4 separate regions of the Mus musculus genome follow, and regions 2, 3 and 4 are each linked to region 1. The links are chromatin contacts, called in public Hi-C and Micro-C maps. All regions are on one chromosome and are shown on one strand. The core of a region is the stretch at or near the end of the contact, and the rest is flanking DNA. Distances in the headings are between cores, read along the strand shown. Region 1 has its middle 21 kb from the start of Gm40047. Region 2 has its middle 97 kb from the start of Gm38537. Region 3 has its middle 66 kb from the start of Gm38537. Region 4 overlaps Gm30292 (predicted gene, 30292).

Region 1 (3,618 bases), core at 536-3,035:
CACTGTCACTGTCTTCAGACACACCAGAAGAGGGCATCAGATCCCATTATAGATGGTTGTGAGCCACCATGTGGTTGCTGGAAATTGAACTCAGGACCTTTGGAAGAACGGTCAGTGCTCTCAACCACTGAGCCAACTCTCCAGCCCCAAAGTCGTTCTCTCAACCAGCAGACCCAGGGTCCCTTCTTCCTGCACCTTTCCTCTTAACCACTTGTAAAATGGCTTCCCGACAGGACAACTTCAACATCAGATGCTTCCATTTTTCCTGGAGTTAAATAAAACAGTGTCTCTGGGCAGCAACAAGTATAAATGGGTGGTCTCCAGTTATCTGAGTGACCTTAACCACGGGTCGTGAGTGCTCGGGCTGAACTAGTTTTCCTTGGGGGGTTGGGGGTGGACCGGGGAGAGGTAGATGTAACTAATAGATTCTGTGTTCCAGCCAGCATTGGAGGGGCCTCCTCCCAAAGAGGAGTCTAGTTCATACAGATTGGTAAAGGGCCCAGATATTGGAGCTTTTTTTTCAGAGCCTCCAAGTTATTCTGGTGGACAGCCAAGGACATGTCCCCAGGTAGCTGGCCAAGTCCTTAAGGAAAGCTTCTTCTGTCTCCTAAGACCTCCTCATGTAAGCACCCACATGGCATAGACACGTGCGCCTAGTGACTACCCACGCTGTTTGCATGGTGGCTTTGCTCTTGTCATGGAACTCAAGTGGGATTCTGTGGCCTGAGATAGCAGCTCTAAGGCCACACCTCAACAGAGCATCTACAAAACTCTGGATTTCACAGGTGGAAAAATGTAAATATGGAAAAGACGAGCTTTTTAAAACCAAGGAAAGGAAGAAAAAAAAAAAGCTGTGTCTACAGAATGGCTTTTCCAGGAGCCTGACCCGTCTGTGGTACTTTGTGTGCTCAGAGGTAACCTGGAGTTAGGAAACGTTCTAAAGGCCAGCAGGATCCGCCTCAGTTTGGCTGAGAAAGTGCAATCACTGGCTGCCTGAGATATTACGCAGGGATTTGAATGCTGGGTACAAGTGCAACATGGAAATTATTTCAACAGTCAGTCTGAGTGTCAAGTGTCCTGCTGGGCCTCCGGGATCGGATACTCCTGTGGGCGAATGGAGCAGCGAACAGCGGCTGGAGCTCCATGAAGCCCCATTGCAGGGAGATAACTCGGTGGCCAGTCAAATTTGCCCCAGGGTTTTGGAGCTGGCCTTTCTGCTACATGCAAAGCCAGGACGCGTTTCTTGTCAGATGATTCAGCTGTAAGAACGTGCGTGTGTGGTCAAGCTGTCCGGATGGAGTCAAGCCTGCTTGTGTTCCCTTTTGATCCCTACCTTCTCTTACTTCTGCTCCTGAACTGCTGAACCCGGGGAAGAGCTGTTTGCCGTTCCGTGGCAGAATGACATCAGCAGGGAGGCAGTTCCTGGGCCAAGGGAGCCAAGTCCTCAGACACCATCTCGGAAGTAGGACAAGTACATTTTGTTTCTCCAATTCAACCCAGAGAACTGCCTGGTCCCCGAGGCCCGTGCCAAATGTGTTTGCGCAACCTCGGCAGCGGTGCCCAAAATGCGGCGCAAGACTCGGCCAGAGGTTTCGTTTCGTTGTGGAATGAATACTCACAGATGGTAGGGCTAGCGTTGTTGGTGGCCCTGGCTATGTGAATTGCAGGCTCAAACCTCCGCAAAGGTTAGGGTCCTAGAAGGCATGGTACTCGATCTCTGGCTAGGCCTATCATAACCCATTGCCTCAGTACTTAGCCTAGCCAAGGCACACAGAGCATTGAGGTAAAGCTGGCCAGGGCACTGTGCCATCGTATTTTGGCTAGGAGCATGTTCCTGGGCGCGGGTGGGGAGTTGGGAAGGAGAAAAGCTACCAATTTGGCTGTTGCTCCCGAACATTTGCTCTGCATTCTTGAATGCTCTTGGTTAAAGTCCTTATACCCCAGGCAATGGGGCAAGAATGCACACACACTACACATGTGAATGCATGCATACACAGAGAGACCCAAAACATCTTAGTAGATAAAAACCAGCTGTTTTGTGTGTGCCTATATATGCGTATTTTTCTTAGGAGAAATCAAGGACTATGAAAATGTGTTCACATGTAAATGACCAGTATTTGAAGGCTAATGTTGGTATCTTTCAAAGTCTAACGTAATAATAAACTTGTATGTTTTGTAGGGCTTTATAGGTCACAGTACATTCCACATGTCTCATTCATCTGATGGGCCTAACCACGATGTAGCGCATGTGTTAGCTTCTTCTCCAGTTCTACATTTAAGGGAAGCAGGGAAGTACTTTGCTCAAGACTGCATATCAATCAAGTCTCAGGATCAGACTAAGAACAGAGGCCAACCCCATCCAATCTCCTTACCCTGCCGGCCCCTAATCTTTATAGTAAAATGACCAAAGGGAAACAGTCCTGAAATCTACTCATCTATTTGTAGGACTGGATGACATGGCTCAGTCCCTCCCAGAGCAGTCACGAGACCAACAGCAACACCTGCTTCATTTGGGACTAAAACAAAACAAACAAACAAACAAACAAACAAATCCAACGAGTTCCAAGTCCACCCCTGACCATTCGAGTCATCATCTGCACTTTGATAGCATCATGCATATGATGAGCCAAGTTTGGGACAATAGGAAGGATTGAGCTAGGGTTATACTCTCCTTCCTGGCACACTTGGGAGCTCCTGATGTTTAAATCACATAATCGAAGGAACAAAAGAAGAGGAAGAAGGAGGAGGGGAAGAAAAAGAAAAGGAGGTGGAGGAGCAGGAGGAGGAGGAGCTGCTGCAGCTCATGGTAGGATCTTATACTCGCCGTTCTAAGAGCTAGATATAGGAGATCATGCCTCTAAAACTCTCCAGGTAGCAGCTCTGCAGTCAGGGCTGAAAATGGTTAGAGTAGACCAGGTGCTTTCCACCTTTGCTGAATCTGTGAGCCGGATCCACGGGAAACAGCCTAACCATGCATCACCCACCCCATTCCTGGTGGGTTTGTCAGGATTCATAGAACATTTTGCTGTATTGAATCTAAACTTCCCTATCGCTTGGAGATCTTATCCGATAAGCACCCGCGGGTGGCCATTCCCTGTGGGTAACTATTCCAAGTAAATTGGAGTCCCTTTCTTTTCTTGGGAAAAGAATCAAAGTGTCAAGAGCGAAGTTGCCAGCGGCCATATCTATCTGAAGAGATGCACGCAGCTTTGCGGTGTGTTAGGAGTGTTGCAACGCATTAGAATCCTCCTGGTGAGGAGAAATTTCTGGCTCAGATCATTTGCAATTGAGACAAAGCTTTTTTTGGGGGGGGGTGCCTCAGGATGAATAGGATGGCCAGTCCCTCTGCACATGGCACCTAGAGCATCAACAAGAAGAGTCCACAGGAATGACCCGGCCACCTGGTGAGGCACTGGTGGAGAGCTCTGAGGACGTATTGTGCTTATTGCACCTCTTCTGATTTTTTTTTTAAGATGGAAAACCCCAAACAACCTCTACACTGTCCTGCATCCAGATCACAATGTCAGATTTGCAACCACGCTTACTCTGCTGTGGAGCCATCTGTTTGAGCCATCAAGACAAAATTCATCAGGGAATGCTTATGTCTAGGTCAAGACA
Region 2 (3,618 bases), core at 574-3,073, 230 kb before region 1:
TGGCTAGGCATGGCTGCCACAGACTCATGTGTTTGTATAAGCCTATGGGGACCAGGGAGTGGAATGTGGTGGTTTGAATATGCTTGGCCCGTGGGAAGTAACACTAATAGGAGGTGTGGCCTTATTGGAGGAAGTGTGTCACTGTGCCCAGGGCAGAAGAGAGACACTCCTGGCTGCCTGCAGAAAACAGTCTCCTCTTGGCTGCTTTCAGATCAAGATATAGAACTCTTGGCTCCTCCAGCATCAAGTCTGTCCGCATGATGACATCCTTCCCACCATGATGACAATGAACTGAGTCTCTGAAACAGTAAACCAACCCCCATTGAATGTTTGCCTTTATAAAAGTTACCTTGGTCATGTTGTTCCTTCATAGGAATGAAACCCTAACTAGGACACTATTCAAAGTCCTTTTGTGTAGCCTGATATGGTAGCATACCCAAAATACCAGTATGTTGAAGGGTGAGGTAGGAGGGCTTCTGTAAGTCCCAGGCAAGCCTGGGCTACCTAGTGACTTTCAGACCTACACTAGATAGGTTGAATACATGGAGTCCTTTGTAGATGTTGAAGCCTCAAATGCAGGGGCAGGGAAACAGACCGAAGACTCTCATACCATGGGGGCGCATCCTTCTTGAACATGGAGGAACTAAATCTGGGCTTAGCTTTCTGTTCCATGTCTCTCTTGTTGAAGGATGACTTCTTTTTCAACAAGAAACTGTATCTCCACATTGAAGAATACTCCTGCTCAGACTCCCACTTCCTTGGGAAAATGTTCATTGGCTCCACAGGGTCTCCATATAAGTTCTCCATATTCTGGGTTCTTTGAACAAGTCTCCGTGGTGACGGTGACTACTGAGCGTGCCCTTGGGACCATGGGATGCTCAGCCAGGCTCCTGTCTCTCCAGATGGAAATGCCATCTTGGAATCTTCCTCAGCTGTTGGGAAGCAACTCAGATCGGGGCTTCAATGTTCCTCTAAAGCTAAGTGCTTGGTTCTTAGGTCACGGCTAGACAGCCCCCGCTGAGTCTGTTTGCTGTCCCTTTCCCTCTGCTTCTGAGCTGTTTCGGATCTGGGGAACCTCTGACTCATAATAAGTGACTGTGGCCTTCTCTGCAGAAAGTGGTGACCCTGGGGATGAGGCAGCTGTGACCTAGGCAAGTGTAGTCCCGTGGCTTAAAAGTATGACAAGCTCAAGTGGGGCTTTATGAGCAATGGAAACCACAAGACGTGGTTCTTGGGAGCAGCTCCGTGCTGCTGGGGAGGACACCTGGCTCCGCTTGTGTTTAATCTGTCTGAAAACGACAACGACACAGTTTAGCAGCCCTAGGGCCTATCAGACACCTGAGGCTATTTTGGATTTTCGTTAACAAAATGGATCTTGAGATTAAGACTCTGGCTTTATGAAATGTAAGCCAATGGGACATGTCGTTTGTAAAAAGAGGCTCATGTGTTTTCTGAAAGTTTGGATCTCATAGCTTGACTCAGAGCAGACCTTTCATTCATTAATTTTCCAAAGAAACAGACTTTAGGTGAATTGCCACATTGTTCTAGAAAGAGACCACTAGAAGCCAAAGATATCCCAAGTCGCCTTTTGGGGTCCTAAAGTGGTACTCAGTACCTCAGGGCTCAGCCCATGGAAAGGTGGCAGCTAAAATGGAGAGGACGCTGAATTTAGGTGTATCTCTTTGAATCCATGGTCAGGGCTGATGAAGTCACAAGGACTGGGTGAGGCCTAAATCTGTCCTGTTTTGCATGCAGTGGTCCCTGGGCCAGTCTGTGTCCCAGGCTGGTGCTGAAAGTTTACAGTTGAATCTGGACCCGGTGTTAAAGCTTGGCTTAGTCACTCAACAGTTACATAACCGTGGGCAACTGCCTTCGCCAGTCGGAACTTTTCTTTCCTTGTTGACAAAGTGGGATAAGAATACCTTGTTTTTCAGATTGCCCTAGGGATGAAACAGCCCAGTGTCTGGAAACCCTGGCCGTCTGAGTCCAGTGTTAGGGAGTTCCCAAAACCAAGCTGCAGAGTTCCTTCCTCCACAAAGCAGCCCTGCACGGCTTTGTTTCTAGGAGAGGAGGTGGAGGATGTGACTGGCCAATGGTGACCTAGATAAAGACTTGACTTCTGTCTGACTGCCCCTTCCTTCCAGGATGACACTTCAGCTCTGAAGGGTGACAGGCCAGCAGCATAGACTTGTGCCACCTCAGCCAGAAGTTGCCACCGACCTGTGACGTTCTTTTAAACATCACTGCAGTTTCAGGATCATCCATGGAGACTTGTTTGCTAGAGATGGACCCTGCCAGGTTATCTACAACACTGTGGTTTTTTTTTTTTTTTTTTTGAGTTTTTGCTAATGAATAAGGGCGTAAGGTTCATTTCTAACTCATTCTCCTAAGAGACTTGGGTTTAGGAACAATCACAGCTCAGTTAACATCCTCTATGCCAGGCGTGGTCTGAAGAGTATTTATTACCTTGGAGCCGGAGAGATGGCTCAGCAGTAAGAACACTGGCTACTCTTACAGAGGATGTCCAGACCATCTGTGACTTCAGGTTCAGAGCATCCCACACCCTCTTGTGACCTCTCTGGGTACCAGGCACACCTGTGATGTACATACATACAGGCAGGCAAAGCACTTGTGTATATTAAAATTTTTAAAATACTGTTTCTTTAAAGTGTATTTCTTATTTTTATCACTATATCTACCCTATGGGGGAAAATTCTTTTAAAGATATATTTATTTCTGCCAGACATGGTAGTACATCCCTTTACCCCAGTAATCTGGAGGCAGAGGCAGGCAGATCTCTGTGAGTTTGAGGCTAGCCTAGTCTACATAGCAAGATCTAGGCTAGCCAGAACTCCAAAGTAAGATGTTATCTCAAAAATTTTAAATATCTACTTAACATGTGTATGTTAGTGCCTGCATATACATGTGTGCTTGGCCTTAAATCTAAGTCTCCTTGCTTCTGACAGTGTAGCAGCTGGAATAACACACGTGTACAGCCATTCCACAGGAACTTTAATGGATGAAACTTTCTTAAAGCATTTTTAAAAATTCATGTATATAAGTTAATTTTTTTATATCTTAATTAAATTTAAATTTTTTAATTACTTTGATATTTTTATTGAGAAATCATGTTTAATGTATAAGCATTTTGCCTGTGTGTATGTATGTATGTATGTATGTATGTATGTGCACATATACCTGCCTGTGCCCAAGGAGGACAGAAGAAGGCATCAAATCCCCAGAACAGGAGTTATAGACAGTTATGAGCTGTCACATAGGTACTAGGGATCAAACTGGATCCTCTGCAAGAATAGCCAGTGCTCTTAACCACTGAACTAGCTCACCAGCCCCCAAAAAAGTGGTTAATATAAAATACGTGATCAGTTCATACTCTTCAAATTCAAGACATTCGCATTTGATTTAGTTTAATTGGCTTTACATTTTTATTTTCTTCTTCTACTTTGAGTCTTTTGCTCCTTTTTTAAAAAAATAAAATCTGTCTGTCTGTCTGTCTGTCTGTCTGTCTAATGTGTGTGTGTGTGTGGAGGCAGTTGTACTAGGAGTCAGTTCTCTCGTTCCAGCTGTGGGTCCTAAGGCCTGACCACAGGTAACTTATCT
Region 3 (3,618 bases), core at 634-3,133, 200 kb before region 1:
TCTCTCTATCTCAGTAATGGGAGGCCCCCAGCATGCTGGACTTCTGCAGAATAAAACACTCTTTGCATTTACATACTATTTGAGTCCGGAGTATCCTTCTCCAGTGAACCATTGACCCTTACAAAAGGACTTTTTGACTTTGACTTTTTGTTACTGGGTAACGTCAACCGTTGTCAGTCTGGAGGTGCTGATGCAAAACAGAGTGAAGCCCTTGTGTTGTTAACATGACATACTCCAGTGTCTGAGGACTCACCTAATGACTGCTGCAACCACCAATCTAGGCAGAGTCCCGTAGGCAGCAACCTGGGTCACTAGCAATTGGTCTTAGCTTTGACAGCATCAGCTGGTTACTTAATTCATTAGCCGCTCTCCAGAACTGAGTTTGTAGCTCAAACTTGTTTCTTCCCCCAAATTCACCAAATTCAACAACACCCTCCTTACTCCCCATGCCAGTTCTGTTTGTTTTTTGTTGTCACAGGTGCATAGTTTTACTTCCGGTGCCCAGCCTGTCTGATCTATAACCTGGGTCACCTTTTCCCTACCCTCATACCACTGGCTCAGACTCCGTGCTTCAGCTTCTTCTCTCACTCAGTCAGGTCTTCTAGAGGATTCCAAACACTGCCTGTCTCTGCAGTGTGGCCTGAGTTAACGTACAGACAGAATTAGGAATGCTCTTCTCTCCCTCAGAATTGTCCTCGTCCTCATTTTCAACATCTTGAAACTGGCTGGGATGCTCGCCCCCCCCCTCCCCCAAGCCTCTCACCCTATAATCTAGCCATGGGTTTGTTCTTATTACTGTCGGTTTGGGCTTCTGTTTTCCCCTCTACCTGCCTTCCCTAGCTATGGAAATCCGACCCTTCATTCAGTAACAAACACAAGAGCCACCTCTTCCAGGAAGCCCTCTGGGAAGCCTCCTAAGAGAAGTCAGTTGCTTGGTCTTCTGTCCCCTCAGCCCTTCCTCGGCATCTTCAGGCATCAGTCAGGCGTGTGTTGGTCTGGCCACTCTGCTGGCTGCCAGATCAGAGGACAGGAGTGCTGCTCTCATCTCCAGTGTCAACAGATTGGCTCTTAACTTGCCCCAGGCCTGGGCTTATCTGATAGCCTTGTGGCCTCAGTTCGGAGATGTCCTGCAGTCCTTAGTCGCCCCCCCCCCCCCACCTTCCAACGCACCACCCCCCCTACCCCTTCAGAGGGTGTCGAGGTTTCCCTAGAAACTGCCACTTCAAAGCCACAAAGGAAAAACAAAAATCTAGCTAAATCAGGCAAGGCGGCTTCCTTCCGAGGATGCCTTCCTGTGCTCCTGCACCTGTGCGTGGCCTCCGGTCAGATTTTGACACGAACCAGCAGTTGCACTCAGAATCACCCAGGGGAGGTAAGGGTGCCCAGAGCAGGTCGACAGAGAGCTGACTTCTGCCCCCAGCCCCTCTTGGGAGTCCTGACTGGAATGGTTCCCTTCTTAACTGCCTTGAGGGTGTATGGTAGTTCTGCCACCTGGAGGGTGTGTCTTTCCCTATAGGCCAGAAACACTTTAAATCCTCACTCTGCCCTCTAGAGTGACCTGGTGCTTAATTTTCAATTTTTTTTTTTTTTTTTTTTTAGCGTTGATGGGGCTAGAATAATCCAGGGCTGACAGTTCTGCCCCCGACCTACCTCTGCAGGCTACAGGCTTTCTTTTCTACTTTTAAATTTTCCAGGTGCCCCGGGTTGCTCTTCCCAGTGGGAGTCCTGCCTTAAATCCTAGGCCATTTGCATTTTCTCAAGGACCCTTTGTGGCAGGTAGGTCCTCGCCTCTTGCAAATGACCTTGAATAACACTGCCCTCTGCACTCTTTCTGGCAGCCACAGGAAGAACGTCCTGCCCGCTGTGAGTCTGGGGCCTTGGAGAGCAGGGCAGGGAAAACAAACAGCCTGTCCTTATTCGTCCATTACTGCAGACCAGTGGATTGGGCATTTAGGATTTAGATTTGCAATTTGTGAATTGATTAAACGAGGAGACTTTACCGAGTGGCTCCCAAGGGCGCAAGTCTTTCATGCCTCTTTCACAGATGAAGAATCTGAGTTATGACAAAGTTTGGCGCACTCAACTCCCAACCAGACTCCCCCTATGGGCTCTTTATTCGCGCTGAATCACGGGCCTGACTGTCGCCCAGAGCAGAGAGGGCGTCGCCTGTGGCTGGCGGATTTTTACTGCTTCCTTTTCATACTTCTGTCACCTCTGTCTGATCTCAGTCCTTGCCTGGCCACTCCTGCGTGCCCCACAAACTTGGAAAACCGCTGCCCTTTTCTCAGCCATTAGCTAGCAGGAGAGAGGCGTGCTTCCCGATTGAGGGCGGCAGCCGTGATGGGGTGGGGATGGGGCCGCTGAGAGGTAGCCTCCGTTCATCAGGCCTGAGCCCACCGGCTCCCTCACCAGGCCTGCATCTCTTGGGTCTGGTGAAAAGAGAAGGGGGTGGGGGTGGGCGTGGAGCCCTCCTGGGAGGCCGATCCAGGGGCTTTCTCTGCCTTAGCGCTGTTGTCTGGGCTTGCCAAGTCCCACGAGTTGGCAAACTCTCGGAGAAGTGCTTTCAAAGCCGGCCTTCGCCCTCCTTGGCAGATGCCTCAAAGCTGTCTTGCTTTGCTCTGCCTGTGCCTGGGAGTCTGTACAGGGCATTTGTTCACACGCCTCAGTGGGGACATCCCTGGAAGAGGCTCACAGGCACAGTGGGAGCTCAGCTGGATGACCCTTGAGGCAGGACCACTTGGGTGGGCGTCAGGAACTGGGGCCAGGTGGCTTGGGAGGGGCAGAACGCCAGAATGGGCGAGGGAGGTGCTAGAAGTGTTCGCTCTCCTCGGGAATAGCGTTTAAGGACTGGGAAGCATTGCCAAATAGTTAACTTTTAGAAGCTGTAGGCAGGGCACTGAAACTTTTTCTATTTCTGTTTTACTTTAGTTATCCTGTTTGATGCAAAATCATAAATATCCCAGGACATAGAAATGAGTCCTCGGGACCAGACAGAATCGAAGATGGCCTTGGAATTTACTGGCCTCAAAACGTTTTTCTAAAGTTTCATTTCTGGACGTTCACAAAACTTTAAAAGTGAGGCTCTTTGAAAAAGCCAAGCACAGGTGTGGCACCTTTAATCCCAGCACTCAGGAGACAGAGGCAGGGGTCTCTGTGAGTTCCGAGGCTGTTCTAGGTTACAGTGAGTTCCAGGGCAAACAGAGCTATATAGTGAGAATCCTGTCTTAAACAACAGATAGATAGATAGATAGATAGATAGGCTGGCTGTTCCATGTTACAGTGAGTTCCAGGGCAAACAGAGCTACATAGTGAGAATCCTGTCTTGAACAACAGATAGATAGATAGATAGATAGATAGATAGATAGATAGATAGATAGATAGGCAGATTAATAGGTAGATAGATGGTCGGAAGATTATCTGATGCTTATGTGAACAGAGCCCATCCCAGACATCACAGGTAATAGCCCAACTAGGGTTGCCAATCAAAATGCCAAATACCATTTCTGCTTCTAGAAACACAGAGCATTTGGGCTGGTATGGCAGTACAATGACAGTGTCAGCCCCATGGGATTGCAGTAACAGCCAGCCCCATGGTAACACAGTGACAGAGAGCCAGGC
Region 4 (3,618 bases), core at 542-3,041, 190 kb after region 1:
AAGAGTTTACATCGTGCATAGGTATAGTAGATTTTTTTTTCCCCTCTCCACATTTTAAATTTAGCCAAAAGAGCAAACGTGTTTCACGGATGGGAAAATGAAGGCAAAGAGTTGTCAATAAGTTGACAAAGGCTACTTGAAACCAGAGTTGCTGGCTCCCAACTCAGGCTTTGAGACATCAAATATTCCTTGAGTTGCCTGGCTGAGGATGCTCTGAGAATGCTCTGTGGTCTTCAGAAAGGGGCAATGAAAAGTGCCAGATGATGTACGGTGAAACCAGGCAGAAAATCTAGTTGATTTGTGGCTCACTCCATACCATCTCACAAGACACCATGTCTCCTCCAAAGTGCAGACAGGTCTGCCAGGGAGGGGCCTGGTCCCTTGAGGACTTTTTTGGTCCAGATCAAATAGTGGTGGTCCAGCTCGGTCTGGGTGAGCCTGGTGCTTTTTCACCAATAAAAAGGACTTTTAAAAATTAATGTTGAAATATTCTTCCATCATCCCGAAAGTATGCACTTTGCTCATCTGAAAAACACAACCATCTTGCCAGTTTCTGGTTGAAATTTGTATGTGCTGCCTAGAATAACAGTGAATCAGTATTTCTTTCAACATGAAGCTTTGGTAATGCTGCCCAGATTAGTTTTGCTCTTCTGTGTTCCTCTTACGGTCTGCTACTCATAGGCACATGCACATACAGATTACATACCTATATCTCCCGCACACACAGACACAAGCACGCTTATGCACCACATGTCACAGAATATGAGGATTTTTCAAGGGAGGTGTTCTGTGCCGAGCAAAACACTGGAGCTTAACTTCTTTATGCCAAGGGCTAACAAATCGAGGATTCCTTTTGCAGGCCTCATTTCTCCTCTGCAGAGAGAGTCTCGGTGGTTGCGTGGCTGAAGGTCCCACTGGTGGGTTCCTGCATCATCACAATGATGTAGGTGATGCTGGGCAGCATGGTAGGTTGGATCCAGTCTGTGAGTTTGTAGTGCACCTTCCAGGGAAAGCAAAGTTAGTTATACAGGAGTTAGCACAATGGTCTGCTGAGGATAACCTGTGGATGGGCTGTTGAGAATTATGAGGCCAGAAGACAGGTTTTGTATCGTTTTCCAATTCAAGACACTTTGTGACATAGTTAATCTTTGTGAGCATCATTGTCCCCCAGACACACATAGGCATATAGCCAGACGCTGAGAGAAACAGTTACTGTCTTAATCTAAAGATTTCTCTAACCTCTACTTGTGACAGCTGGACTTTCTTCCTCTGCCCTGTTACTGCTAAGGCCCCCACAGCCAACAAAATTCCCTCACAACATATGCCATTTGAGAAGGCAAAGGTCTACCTGAGATGTAGATAATAACAAACCCAACAAAAGCCACAGTTAGGATTTCGGAACGTTTTCCTAGGACTGGCGAGTACAAGGCAGATAGTACGGTATCCACCTTCACACACTTCTTGTAAATCATAAAGTTAGCTTTATACACATGAAAAGAAGATGTGAGGCCTCTGAATCAGAGCAAGGGGTTTTATTATTCTCATCAACAGAAGAAGTAATAATTTCAGTTTTTCTTGCTGTTTTCCAGACAAGATGTGTACTCTAATCCTCTATCTCATAGTCAATAAAATGAGTTTTGGACATCAGCAACAATTTTTTAGGTGTTCTGTTTCAAGGATATTAGAATGTGTGGCAAAGTAAGGACCCTCTGCAGGGGCTGGGCTGTATTCTCAGCTTCAGCTCTGATCTCCTTCCTGGCCTGAGACCACAGAGCAGCTGCCATAGCAGGGCTCAGTAAATCGCCTGGGAGGGACAGTGGGAGAGTGTGGCAGCCTTGGATTAGAGAGCAGCTGCTAGACCTAGGATTCACACAACTTTTCTCTCCTTGTGGAATCGTTATTTTTCCCCTTTTCCATCTCTAGCCAAACCAGGCGTGCCATCCCAAAAAGAGACAGTGGGTCACAGAAGGTATGGATGCAAGCAGGTATCATGGTTCTCAGATTCAGATGAGAAGAGCTGAAGGTCAGGTCCTGGAACCTTGCACTTTCAGGTTGAAAATGACTTTTAACTTCATTTTACCCAGTCACCTTATTTTCTAGAAACACTGGAAAATATAAGAGAAAAGAAAAATCTCTTGACTTGTCAGTCTGCTGTATTTCATGAGCCTGGACACAACCAAGACAAATTTAAAGACACAGCCCATCTTGGCAATCAGCTTTTAAAGAGTAATGGTTGAGGGACTGGAGAGATGGCTCAGCGGTTAAGAGCACTGACTGCTCTTCCAGAGGTACTGAGTTCAATTCCCAGCAACCACATGGTGGCTCACAACCATCTCTAATGGGATCAGATGCCCTCTTCTGGTGTGTCTGAAGACAGCAATAGTGTACTCATATGCATAAAATAAATAAACAAATAAAAAAAGGAGTGATGACTGATACTGATAAAATTACAGAATAAAAGTTTCATTTGATCTTAAAATAGCAATAATCCATCCTCTAGCTAGCTCTAAAGCCATCCTTTGGGTCATTTATTCCATTATGAATCTTACAGAATTTTCATTACCAAACGGTATATGAATTACTGGAAGGTGTGTGTAAAATAAAACTCACAGATATCTTCTCAATCATGAAGATGTTTGTCTAAACTTTTACCAAGTCAGTAGATTGCAGTCATGTTGATATTTTTCCTCTATTCTTTTCTCTTAAGATATGTTGAAAGAGTCCATAAACCACACGGATTCATTAATACCAGCCTTTATACGAGAAGATGCATATACAAAGATTCTGATTTTAAACAAATGTTTGCTAATGATGGTTTAAAATGAGAATTATGAATGAACATTAATTTCATCTGAGGCCTAATAGCCTTCCTGAGCTAACCTAACCTAAGAGATTAAAAAAACCCATCTTGCTAAGTTAGCCACAGAGGACACTTATCTCATTATGTGTAAGGTTGGGGGTGGAGAGTGCATGTGCACGTGTGTGCTAGACCAGTGTGTGCACATCCCCACTGTGCAGACCACTAATACTCTAGCCCAGTTTTCAAGCACATGATACTTTACACATCTGTAGTATGAAACTACTTCAAAGTAGGGATTTAGAAGAGTACCCTGGGTAAAAATATCGACTGCTATCTGGAAAGCTTTCAGATGAATAGATGAGTATGGAAAAGCTTGAAGCTTTGAGCAGCTTCAATCTAGGCATTCACTGAGGTAAACAGCAGGCTGCTGTGAGTTCCAAGACCCTGGGGCTAGCTGCTGGCATTCCCAAGCTGTTCTCTATGGCTTTTCCAGTACACGTTCTGCTCCAGCCCTCATGGCTACTCTTTTCTTCCTTGAAGACATATCTTAGGTAGGGTTTTACTGCTGTGAACAGACACCAGGACCAAGGCAACTCTTACAAGAACAAAGTCTAATTGGGGCTAGCTTACGGGTTCAGAGGTTCAATCCGTTATCATCAAGGTGGGAGCCTGGCAGCATCCAGGCAGGCATGGAACAAGAGGACGTGAGAGTTCTACATCTTGTTCTGAAGGCAAAGAAGAGAAGACTGGCTTCCAGTCAGCTAGGACAAAGGTATTAAAGCCCATGCCCACAGTGACACACCTCCTCCAACAAGGCC

The links. Hi-C and Micro-C count contacts between places; a contact is called where the count stands out from the background.
Region 2: a Hi-C map of liver shows a contact between it and region 1, with 4 times the contacts expected there. The contact joins two enhancer-like sites. A contact is called at or near these places in 4 of 39 promoter capture datasets (the C10 cell line, cranial neural crest, liver and 1 more), 1 of 484 Hi-C or Micro-C datasets (liver) and 2 of 115 datasets of contacts at active chromatin or transcription factors (fibro-adipogenic progenitors and hepatocytes).
Region 3: a Micro-C map of brown adipocytes shows a contact between it and region 1, with 4 times the contacts expected there. The contact joins two enhancer-like sites. A contact is called at or near these places in 1 of 39 promoter capture datasets (the C10 cell line), 1 of 15 datasets of contacts at CTCF or cohesin (pro-B cells), 6 of 484 Hi-C or Micro-C datasets (the C2C12 cell line, brain, brown adipocytes and 3 more) and 3 of 115 datasets of contacts at active chromatin or transcription factors (effector CD8 T cells, hepatocytes and neural progenitor cells).
Region 4: a Hi-C map of muscle stem cells shows a contact between it and region 1, with 1.9 times the contacts expected there. The contact joins two enhancer-like sites. A contact is called at or near these places in 3 of 484 Hi-C or Micro-C datasets (muscle stem cells, myocytes and nephron progenitors).

Annotation. Positions count from the first base shown.
Region 1 is chr3:52,599,711-52,603,328 of GRCm38.p6, forward strand. No RefSeq gene overlaps it. Among named protein-coding and RNA genes, the nearest start is that of Gm40047, 21 kb to the left of the region's middle. Within about 2 kb of position 1,786, at least 54 of the 459 cell types and tissues checked have an H3K27ac peak or open chromatin away from gene starts, as enhancers often do. A contact at or near this core is called in brown adipocytes, hepatocytes, liver and 1 more, where this site is marked.
Region 2 is chr3:52,368,203-52,371,820 of GRCm38.p6, forward strand. No RefSeq gene overlaps it. Among named protein-coding and RNA genes, the nearest start is that of Gm38537, 97 kb to the right of the region's middle. Within about 2 kb of position 1,824, at least 22 of the 459 cell types and tissues checked have an H3K27ac peak or open chromatin away from gene starts, as enhancers often do. A contact at or near this core is called in hepatocytes and liver, where this site is marked.
Region 3 is chr3:52,399,143-52,402,760 of GRCm38.p6, forward strand. No RefSeq gene overlaps it. Among named protein-coding and RNA genes, the nearest start is that of Gm38537, 66 kb to the right of the region's middle. Within about 2 kb of position 1,884, at least 211 of the 459 cell types and tissues checked have an H3K27ac peak or open chromatin away from gene starts, as enhancers often do. A contact at or near this core is called in brown adipocytes, hepatocytes and muscle stem cells, where this site is marked.
Region 4 is chr3:52,792,625-52,796,242 of GRCm38.p6, forward strand. It overlaps Gm30292 (predicted gene, 30292), which reads right to left. Exons shown (of 5, transcript NR_166453.1): 2 at 707-1,000. Among named protein-coding and RNA genes, the nearest start is that of Gm30292, 3.4 kb to the right of the region's middle. Within about 2 kb of position 1,792, at least 11 of the 459 cell types and tissues checked have an H3K27ac peak or open chromatin away from gene starts, as enhancers often do. A contact at or near this core is called in muscle stem cells, where this site is marked.